Regions from separate parts of the Mus musculus genome. Here all the other regions are linked to region 3. Evidence: chromatin contacts called from public promoter capture Hi-C data. All regions are on one chromosome and are shown on one strand. Each heading gives the region's core, a stretch centred on a gene start, on an enhancer-like site or on the middle of the called end of the contact. The rest is flanking DNA. Distances are from core to core; before and after follow the strand shown.

Evidence for each region. Promoter capture Hi-C pulls out the DNA fragments that hold promoters and counts their contacts. Capture Hi-C pulls out chosen DNA fragments and counts their contacts.
Region 1: a promoter capture Hi-C map of liver shows a contact between it and region 3, with 5 times the contacts expected there. The contact joins the promoter of Hhipl1 here to the promoter of Papola in region 3. A contact is called at or near these places in 7 of 39 promoter capture datasets (cranial neural crest, frontonasal cranial neural crest, hippocampal neurons and 3 more) and 1 of 115 datasets of contacts at active chromatin or transcription factors (large pre-B cells).
Region 2: a promoter capture Hi-C map of liver shows a contact between it and region 3, with 2.6 times the contacts expected there. The contact joins the promoter of Ddx24 here to the promoter of Papola in region 3. A contact is called at or near these places in 4 of 39 promoter capture datasets (the 3T3-L1 cell line, cranial neural crest, liver and 1 more) and 2 of 9 other capture datasets (adipose tissue and liver).

Annotation. Positions count from the first base shown.
Region 1 is chr12:108,304,546-108,307,537 of GRCm38.p6, reverse strand. Hhipl1 (hedgehog interacting protein-like 1) reads right to left here and starts at 1,268. Exons shown (of 9, transcript NM_001044380.1): 1 at 855-1,268. The coding sequence starts at 1,127.
Region 2 is chr12:103,424,331-103,427,240 of GRCm38.p6, reverse strand. It overlaps Ddx24 (DEAD box helicase 24), which reads left to right and starts at 1,394. Exons shown (of 9, transcript NM_020494.4): 1 at 1,394-1,462; 2 at 2,644-2,910. The coding sequence starts at 2,649.
Region 3 is chr12:105,783,444-105,786,485 of GRCm38.p6, reverse strand. Papola (poly (A) polymerase alpha) reads right to left here and starts at 1,789. Exons shown (of 22, transcript NM_011112.4): 1 at 1,572-1,789. The coding sequence starts at 1,579.

The DNA of each region.
Region 1 (2,992 bases), core at 19-2,518, 2.5 Mb before region 3:
CAGAGGAGAGATGAGAGTAACTCATCTGGGGAGAGACTCTACCAGGTGAGGAGACCAGTAGCTGAAAAGAAAGGTGGGTGCTTTAAGCATCCTGGCCCTGAGGAATGGGCTCTCAGACTACTCCTTTCAGTCTGCCTGTGGAAGAGTCCTCATCGGAATAAGCAGTCCCCAGACTGCTGACAAAGTCATGCCTCAGATTTGGCTACATATCTTCCCATCCTGCCTTCCTAGACTTAGCAAAGACTTCATCCTGGTACCTGACAGAGATAGGACTCTCTGCAGTGGGGCACTGGAGGAGGGGGGAGGGGGCGGGAGCTTCCAGGGTGTCCCAGAGAATAGGAGTCTTGAGTCTCTAAGAGGAACTGAGGCTCCTAAAAGGCCCAACATCAGCAGGGCAGTGGTGTTGCCTCTGTCTCCCAGCACTTGGGAGACAGAGGCAGGCGGATTTCTGAGTTCAAGGCCAGCCTGGTCTACAGAGTGAGTTCCAGGACAGCCAGGGCTACACAGAGAAACCCTGTCTCGAGGGAAAAAAAAAAAAAAAGCCCAACATCTTTGCAAAGCAAATGAATGACAAGAGCTAGCTAGCCAGGTCTTCCCGCCTGATACCAAGTCACTCCCTCTTGGACCCCCCAAGCTCCAAAGTCTGGTACCCGCTCCCGACCCTTGCCCCTGTGGTTGCCATCACCTCCAAAGTTCAGGATCCATTCCTAAGTCTCATGCCTGTAGGGTCGTCATTCCCCTCCAAGTCTGGGACCCACTCCTGAGTATCGCCCTTCTGGGGATGCCATTCCTGCTCCGCCCCCGCCCCCGCCGCCAGCGACTAGTGTTCCACGTGCCTCCGTGCACCCGCTCACCTGGCACAGCAGGTCCAGAGCGTAGCCGGCACACGTCGCCCACACCCCGGCATCCATGCGGGTCTCCAGGACCCGGAAGCGCCGGGCCAGCGCCGCGTCCTGCTCCGCGGTGCAGCAGCCGAAGGCGGAGTACTGCGCGCAGAAGCTCAGCGGCTGCGGCGGCCGGAAGGGCGGCCTGAAGTCCAAGCACTGCGGGTGCGCGGCGGCCAGCAGAGCGCGCAGAACCAGCAGCGCCCCGGGCCCGATCCGGGCCACAGCCCTCCGTCCCGCCATTCTCCTGGCAGTCTGCAGAAATAGCAGCCAAAGGCCGGCCAGCCAGCCCCGCCGATGCGCCCCCCAGGAGCCACTGGCCGCGCCCTGAGCGCCCGCCTCCAGCCTTGCTTGCACCCTCCCGGGAGATCACCGGGAAACCGGTGGATTCGCCCTACAGGCCTAGGGTCCAGGGACTCCCCTCGCTGGAGGTCACCTCTGCTTGGGAGCACTCTGCAGGATTGGAGGATCACGGCACTCTGCAGCTCCCCTCTGCGGGCAGCCCCCTCCTTCTGGCCCCAGCCTTTCCAAACCTGGCGTCTGGGAAGCCCCGGTTGCCCAGTTTCACAGTTCCACTTCTCTCAGGTGCTCGCTAGCCGCCAAGTAGACGAAACCCCAAAGCCCAAGTCAGGGACTCCTAGGTCCCACCTCCCACTGAGCCAGACAGGATCTTTAGCAGTGTTTAAATGTGGAGGTGTGGCATAAAAGACAGGTGGTGTTGCCTGGGACCTCACAAGAAGTGAAGCATGAGCCTGGGGGTGGGAGGGAACAGGCGCAACCGCACAGTCAGTCCATCTTTGGCCCTGCCAGGGCTTCTGTCCTCCCCTGGCCGTGGAACTCTCTACCCGTAGCCCAGAACCCGTGGGGTTCTGTGGGAAGCCCTAATGGGTGTGTCTCCTAGATGGTTGTTCGTCCGTCATCTCTCCTCCTGCATCTCTTGTCTCAACTTTACCCCAAGAGTGAACATAGACACTATCCCATGGGCTCAGAATTCCACCATGTCAAAGCCCCTAGCACTTGTCTATGAAGACCCCAGAACCGGCTTCTTCCTGGAATACTCTTTCCATCAGTTCTGTCACGCACACTCCCACGTGGCCTTCACATGATACCCACTTGCTGCTGTCTCTTTGAACAGCCCTGTATCAGTCAGTCTGCCACAGTTGCTGAGTGCGGTTGGGGTTGCTTAGATTCCACAGGGCTGTGGTTGGAGCCTGAAATGGGGTAGGGGTGGGGGCCAGCTATGAGTCAAAGTCCCCATATAAGAGCAAACATCTCATCTCTAAGTCTTTAAGGGCAAGCACGTGTAACTGACGTCAAGGATGAGAATCCACATGGGACGATGAGACAGCACGGAGTTTTGTAGTTGCAGCAGTTGGTCCACAAAGTCCCTGAATGGTTGGAGGTGGTTAGAAAAGCTATGGCCAACCGCTGCAGCTGGACCCTCGAGGGGGGAGAGGGGGAGACAGGGAGATGGCACTGTCAGATAGTTGGGGACAGACAGCAGGGGAAGAACATCCCACTCCATCCTCCTCCCCATTCCAGGCAGTGTTTATTATAGGCTTAACCGATCATAGCTGAATGGGAGTCTGAAAAGCCTTAGCTCGGGAGTTGAGTGACTACACAAAGTGCCAGGCAACAGTAGAGCCCCTGGTCACTGTGTCCTTGTCCCAGACTGGTAGCCAGATTAAGGTACCGGTAGCAGACCATTTGGGAAAATTCTTGGAGGCTAGATGTGCATAAGAGTGAGAAACCAGGGGTGTCACAGTCTTGGGGTTAAGCTCTTGCAAGTTTACCTCCAGGAACCCTGCCAGGGTCTCAGAGAAGGGCCAACAAAGCCCCCTGATGGTTCTGGTGGGCAGAGGGAAGCGGGGCTGTCAGGACCCTAAAGCAGGTTTACTCTCCAGGAGAAAGGGCTTTGAGATTCACCATGGGGGAGGAAAGACAGCCATTCACCTTACTGGTGATTCAATAAAGAAGGCAATGAACTCAGACACAGTGTGAGGGGCATAGGGCACAGGCGTCCCCTCTCCAGCTCCTTACTACCCCCATCAGAAGTCTCCATGGAAGCAGCAGATGATCCCTGTGTACACTGCAGGACACCCTCTGTC
Region 2 (2,910 bases), core at 145-2,644, 2.4 Mb after region 3:
GTGAGCTTTCATGTGGTTGTTAGGAATTGAATTTTTTTTAGGACTCCTGCTTGCTCTGGTCAACTCCCCTTGCTTTGCTTGCTCCCTCCCAAAGGTTTATTATTATAAATAAGTACACTGTGGCTGTCTTCAGACATGCCAGAAGCAGGCGTCAGATCTCATTACCAGTGTTTGTGGGCCACCATGTGGCTGCTTGAATTTGAACTCAGGACCTTAGGATGAGCAGTCAGTGCGCTACCTGCTGAGCCATCTCACCAGCCCCTCCTTTATTCTTTTTAACAAGATATCTCTTTTACGTTTTTAGGTGTATGTCTGTGCACCACGTGTTTGCAGCACCCACTGAGGCCAGAAGGGGGCATCAGATCCTCTGGTCAGGAATTATGGATGGTTGTGAGTTGCTATATGGGTGCTGGGAACTGAACACAGATCCCTCGGAAGAGCAGTCTGTGCTTGTAACCACTGAGCCAACTCTCCAGCCCGCCTTTTTTCCCCTCTCTATTCAGGGTGGTGTGCGGAAGCATTTTTGTTTTCATAAAAATTTCATGCATCTCTTTTTGCTCTTGTCTATCCTTTTGGCGTCTTGGTGAAAGTCCCTTGCCAATGACAACACTCTGTTATCTAATTCAGTGTTAGGTGTGTATCTCATAATGCTGACACGGAAAAAAAAAAACTGATCTAAGTTAAGATATAAAAGAATACATTTTCAGGTCTTCGGAGATGGCTCAGTGGGAAGCGTGCTTCCATATGCATGGAAGACTAGTTTATTTATTTTTTTAATTTATATGAGTACATTGCAGCTGTCTTCAGACACACTAGAAGAATACATTGGATCCTATTATAGATGGTTGTGAGCCACCATGTGGTTGCTGGGAATTGAACTCAGGACCTCTGGAAGAGCAGTCAGTGCTCTTAACCTCTGAGCCATCTATACAGCCTCTAAGACTAGTTTAAATCTCCAGCACAAACATCAAAAAACAATCAAACTAAACAGGCAAATGTATCGTGACCAGCTCTGTGCAGTAGGAAAGGCACTACGAACTGGAGAACATGGCTCTTTCAACCCAGGGTTAGGTGGTTTATAAATTAGGTAAGGAAATGTTTTAAGGCTCCAGGTAGTCAGTTACTCATGCATGTGGGACAGCTACTGCACACAAACCAGACAGCGATTACCCGGGCGCTTGCGCTCCCTAGCGTCCAGGAAGGAGCTCCGAAACATTGCCTAAACCATAAACAGGAAGCGTAACCTAGGCCACACAGGGCCCGCCCCCCAGCTCAGTCCTCCGAGTTCCAGCCAAAGTCCTGAGAGAGTGCCAATCAGATAGACGCTTCCGCACAGAGGCGGAACTTCCTTCCTTAGCGCGCACGCGTGCCCGGAGCTCCGCCCCGGAACTGCAGTACTGAAGCTGCTGCAGTTCCGGGTCGGGTTGGCGCAAACGGCCCGGCGTGTGAGGTGACTGCGGCGGTGAGTGCTCTTTGTGGGTTCGGAGCGGAGCAGGCCCTGGCCGGCTGCGGAGGGGCTCCCCGGTGTCTTCGAAGCATCGTGGCTCACCGGTGTCCCCACAACCTTGGTTGCCGGTGGCTCATGCTTTGCTGTGGGCATCAAGGCCCGGCAACCTCCCTTGAAGCCCTCGTGGGACTCTGGCAGAAGGCACAGGTCACTCCCCCGCGCCCTATTTCTAGTGACGTTCCCTTCACCTTGTCAAGGTGGGGCCGAGGTGCGGCGGGGGTCGGGGGGTCGCCGTGCGTCCCATGCCATCCTCACAGACGCCATGTTAAGCGGTTTTTGACGTGCGTCACTATTTCGTATTCAGATGAGGACCCAGTGCGATAAATATCTCATTATCCTCAATTTGTAGATAAGGAGACTGAGGCACAGAGATGTGCAGCAAACACCGAGCAGGATCCAGATTTGAATCGAGTTTTGCCTTACTCTCTCCACAATGTCCCTTTTCATTTAGAGAGGACCCATGTAGCGCCACTTCCACACAGATGAGTCGTGCATACTCAGACTTTAAAGACAGGGTCTTGTGTAGCCAAGGCTGGCTTTGAGCTCCTGATCTTCCATCTCCATTCCTGAGGGCAGGATACCGGCTATGTACGGTTTTACGCAGTGCTAGGGGGGGTGGAACCTAGGACTTGACGTGTTTCAACCTATCTGGCCAAGGCCAAGATGATGGAAATGGCACTTGTCTTGTTCTACCAGGGAAAAAAGCACGCCGTATCTCAGATTCTTACTCCGTGTTCAAAATGGCTTATCAAGCCTCTTTTGATACTTATTTTGTGTACAGTGTAAAATTAGTTATTATTAGATATTATCACACCCTTCTCATTTAGAAAGATTGTAACACTAAATTCTGAGAGGAGGTGGGTGGGTGGGGGTTGCATACAAAGTAAGTGTTGGAGCTAGGATCCTAACCAGAGATAGCTCATGTGTCCTTTACTGCCTGTGTCCCCTCTGCTCCAAGCCAAACTACCTATTCTGTGGGTGTGTTTCATTTTCTGGATTTGAGCATCTCCTCTATGTAAGTTAAGCCATCTCTGTGTCCTTGGCTGTTTGCAGGGTCTAGTACGTTTTAGGAAAGCGTGTGTTGCCCTAGAGCCTGTACCCCACAGTCACTAACCCAGAAGAACATTTCTTTTCAGCAACCATGAAGGTGAAGGAGACAAACTCAAAGCCAAAGTTGGCAAGCCGTGGCACGTTCCAGAGGAAGGGCATCAAGATTGTGGGGAAATGGAAGCAAGTGACGATCGACCCGAATCTGTTTGCAGATGGACAGATGGATGACCTGGTGTGCTTTGAAGAGCTGACAGATTACCGTTTAGTCAAGAATCCCTCCCGTTTGTTCTCAAGTGAGGAGACAAAGAAGAGAAAGGCCCAGGCTGTTTCAGAAGAGGAAGAAGAGGAGGAAG
Region 3 (3,042 bases), core at 540-3,039:
ACACCAAAACCCACACTGGATACCAAACACAAACTATCCAGGAAATCTCAATTCAAAAGATCAAAAGTAAAAATCATGGCAAGTGATGCTGGCACACAGAAGAACAAGGCGTCCCATGGAGAGGTGAGCTCAGGGACAGAGCCCTCAAGAAACAAAGTAATGAGGAGGAAGGCAGGCCTGTCCTCCTCAGCCAGGCAGTCTTGGGTTTCCCTGGATTAAAAGTCCCAGTACACTCTGGATGGAGATAGAACAGCTTGTAAGAAACTGGCTATAGAGTTCAAATCCCATGAAACACACAAAAAAAAGGGGTCATGTGCATGTCCATCTGTCTTGGCTCCATTTTTTTAAACCTAAAGGAAATAGACTGAAGAACTTCAAGCATAGACCTGGACATGTGCGGTGCTCATGCAGCCTCCTTGTACCGTTCCACTTTCAGAAGTGCACTGAAATAAAAACTGCAGGAAACCTGTACTCTCCCTCCTACCTTCACTCCCAGACACAAGATAACATTTCTAATCCGAAGCCTTCCCTTTAGAGTGTGCAACCATATCTTTTTTTAAGCACTGATGTATCAGAAAAAAGTCTGGATGAGCTAATACAAGGTCATCATGTGACAACACCTCACTCACTCACATCTACTTGAACCCCACTGAAAAACACCAAACATCTTTATAGATTCTATTCTCGTGCTCCTTTACCCTTGTTCCATGAATAAGGAGTCAAAGGGAACTTTGTGGTTAATTAAGCCCAACAAATGTTATCACTACAGAAATACAGCTGACAGGTCTCTGGACTAAACATCAGGGTCGAGTAAAGCTAGCAAGCTAGTGTGTGAGAAAGAAAAGCGCATGAAATCCATTTTTAAATTAGTAAGTACAACCCTAGATCTGTCACATTGAGGCTACGTCCAAAACTGCCTCTCTTGTTTGGAAGAAAAGCAGTCGCACGACCTAAAGCCTTTTCGCCAAGATAGGTTAGTTGGAACATAAAACCCTCATCTACTTTCGAATCCCAACAACCGGTTTCCAAATATCTTTCTTAGGAGAAAAGGGGGGAGGGGGGAAATTAAGTAAAGAAAAATCACGGTCAAGTGTGTAAAGTAGACCTAGCGACATTAGAAGGCCTAAGTGAATTAGCTCAAAGCGTACACTCGCAATCACAACACAAGTGACCCAAGGGCGGGAGCGATCAGGTAGCGCGCCGAAGCCAGGTTGCCTAGTCACAACAAAGCAGGGACGGCGCCGCCCCGCAGCCCGCCGTTCCGGAAGCTGCCCCCGGGCCGCCAGCGCGGCCTGCTCCCTCCCGGCCCCGGTTCCTCACCCGCTCCGAGGGAAGCGGAAGTGGGGAACTAGGGGGCTGGACGGCGCCATGGTGAAACCGGGACAGGAAGGAACCCGGGAGCCGCGGCCCGCCAGTCCGCGCCGGGCGCCGTTCCGCTTGGGGATCCTGCGGGGGCCCCGCGCCCGAGGGGCCGGAAGCCGCGGCCCGGGGCGCCCGTGCGCCTCCCCTCCCCCTCCGCCACCCCCGGGGCCCGGCCGGCGTGCGCCTCACTCAGCACGCCAATCACTTACAACGGCATCGTCTCCGGCGCCGGCACCGCCCAGTCACTTCCCCCCCGCGACCGCTGCCGTCCTGGGCATGATCCACCGAGGCGGGAAGGACGGCAGCCTACCTCAGCCCCGGGGCCAACCCAGTCCTGCACCCGTGCCCCGCCGCTTTAAGCGCTTCTCCTCCTTCCCCTTCGTCCTAACATGGCGCCCGAGCGCTACCACAGCAACGTTCTAGAACCGCTGACGCCGCCACGCACACCGAGCGCGCGCCTGCGCGCGCGCTGCGCGACGCCGCAAGACCTGACGGGAAATGTAGTTCTCGGCGTGAAGCGGCGCTTCTCCCCCTCCCCCCCCCCCCCCCCCCCCCCGGTGATCTCACGCTTTCGTGGTAGAGCGTGGGATGGGTGCGGGAGGCTCCGAGCGAGAGGCTGTAGTTCATTCGCTTGGCGACGCCGTCCTGGCGAATGAGAGTGACGCAGCCGTGGCAGCGATGAGAAGGGGGCGCGGCCCAAGCGGGCGCCACGTGCGGGGCAGCCCAAGCGCGGGGGATGCCTGGAACCGAGAGCTGTTCGGTGCCAGTTGCACCTCCGCTGCGTGGGAGAACTGCTTTTTAAACATCGATGTGAGTGAGGACTTAAATGTGTTAGAGCCCAGTACAGAGCCTGTCCCAGAAGTGTGGCCGTGGATCCCCTCCCCTGACGATGACCCTCTGCATCTGTGTTGCCCAGACCTGTGCTTCTCATGCCAAATGTGCAGGGCAGGGGATTCCGGACCAAGGCAATAATTTAATAAAATTGACAGTAACCTTTGGGGTTTTGGCGGGTTTTTTGTTGTTGTTGTTGTTGTTGTTCTTGTTTGTTTTATAAGACAGGCTCCCATGAAGCTACTAGCCCTTAGTTTCTGATCCTCCTGCCTCCACCTCCTGAGTGTTGACATTACAGGTGTGAAACACCACTACCAATTTTATGTGATAGATTGGAATATACTTCTGGGTGTGACTATGACCTTGTCTCTGTGCTGAAGAGTTAATGCAGTTGGGCAGGTGAAGTTCGGGTTACTGGACCATACTCAGAAAAAGGAGCCATTCCTAGTATGCTGGGTTCATCTTAAGATAATGTATTTTTCCTTCCTAAAATTTCCAGCCCCTGGCACACTTCTTACGGGGTTTGGCTGGGTACACTCACCATTCTGTTCTGAGTAATCATTAGAAAGGCCCAACTATTCCTTTTCCTTCTCATAGCTTCTTGAAAGAAGCTTTTGGCCGGGCGTGGTGGCGCACGCCTTTAATCCCAGCACTCGGGAGGCAGAGGCAGGCGGATTTCTGAGTTCGAGGCCAGCCTGGTCTACAAAGTGAGTGCCAGGACAGCCAGGGCTACACAGAGAAACCCTGTCTCGAAAAACCAAAAAAAAAAAAAAAAAAAAAAAGAAAGAAGCTTTTGGAGGTCCCCTGCACTTAGGGCTTCCTTTCACTCCTAAAGCTCCCTCCCCATCC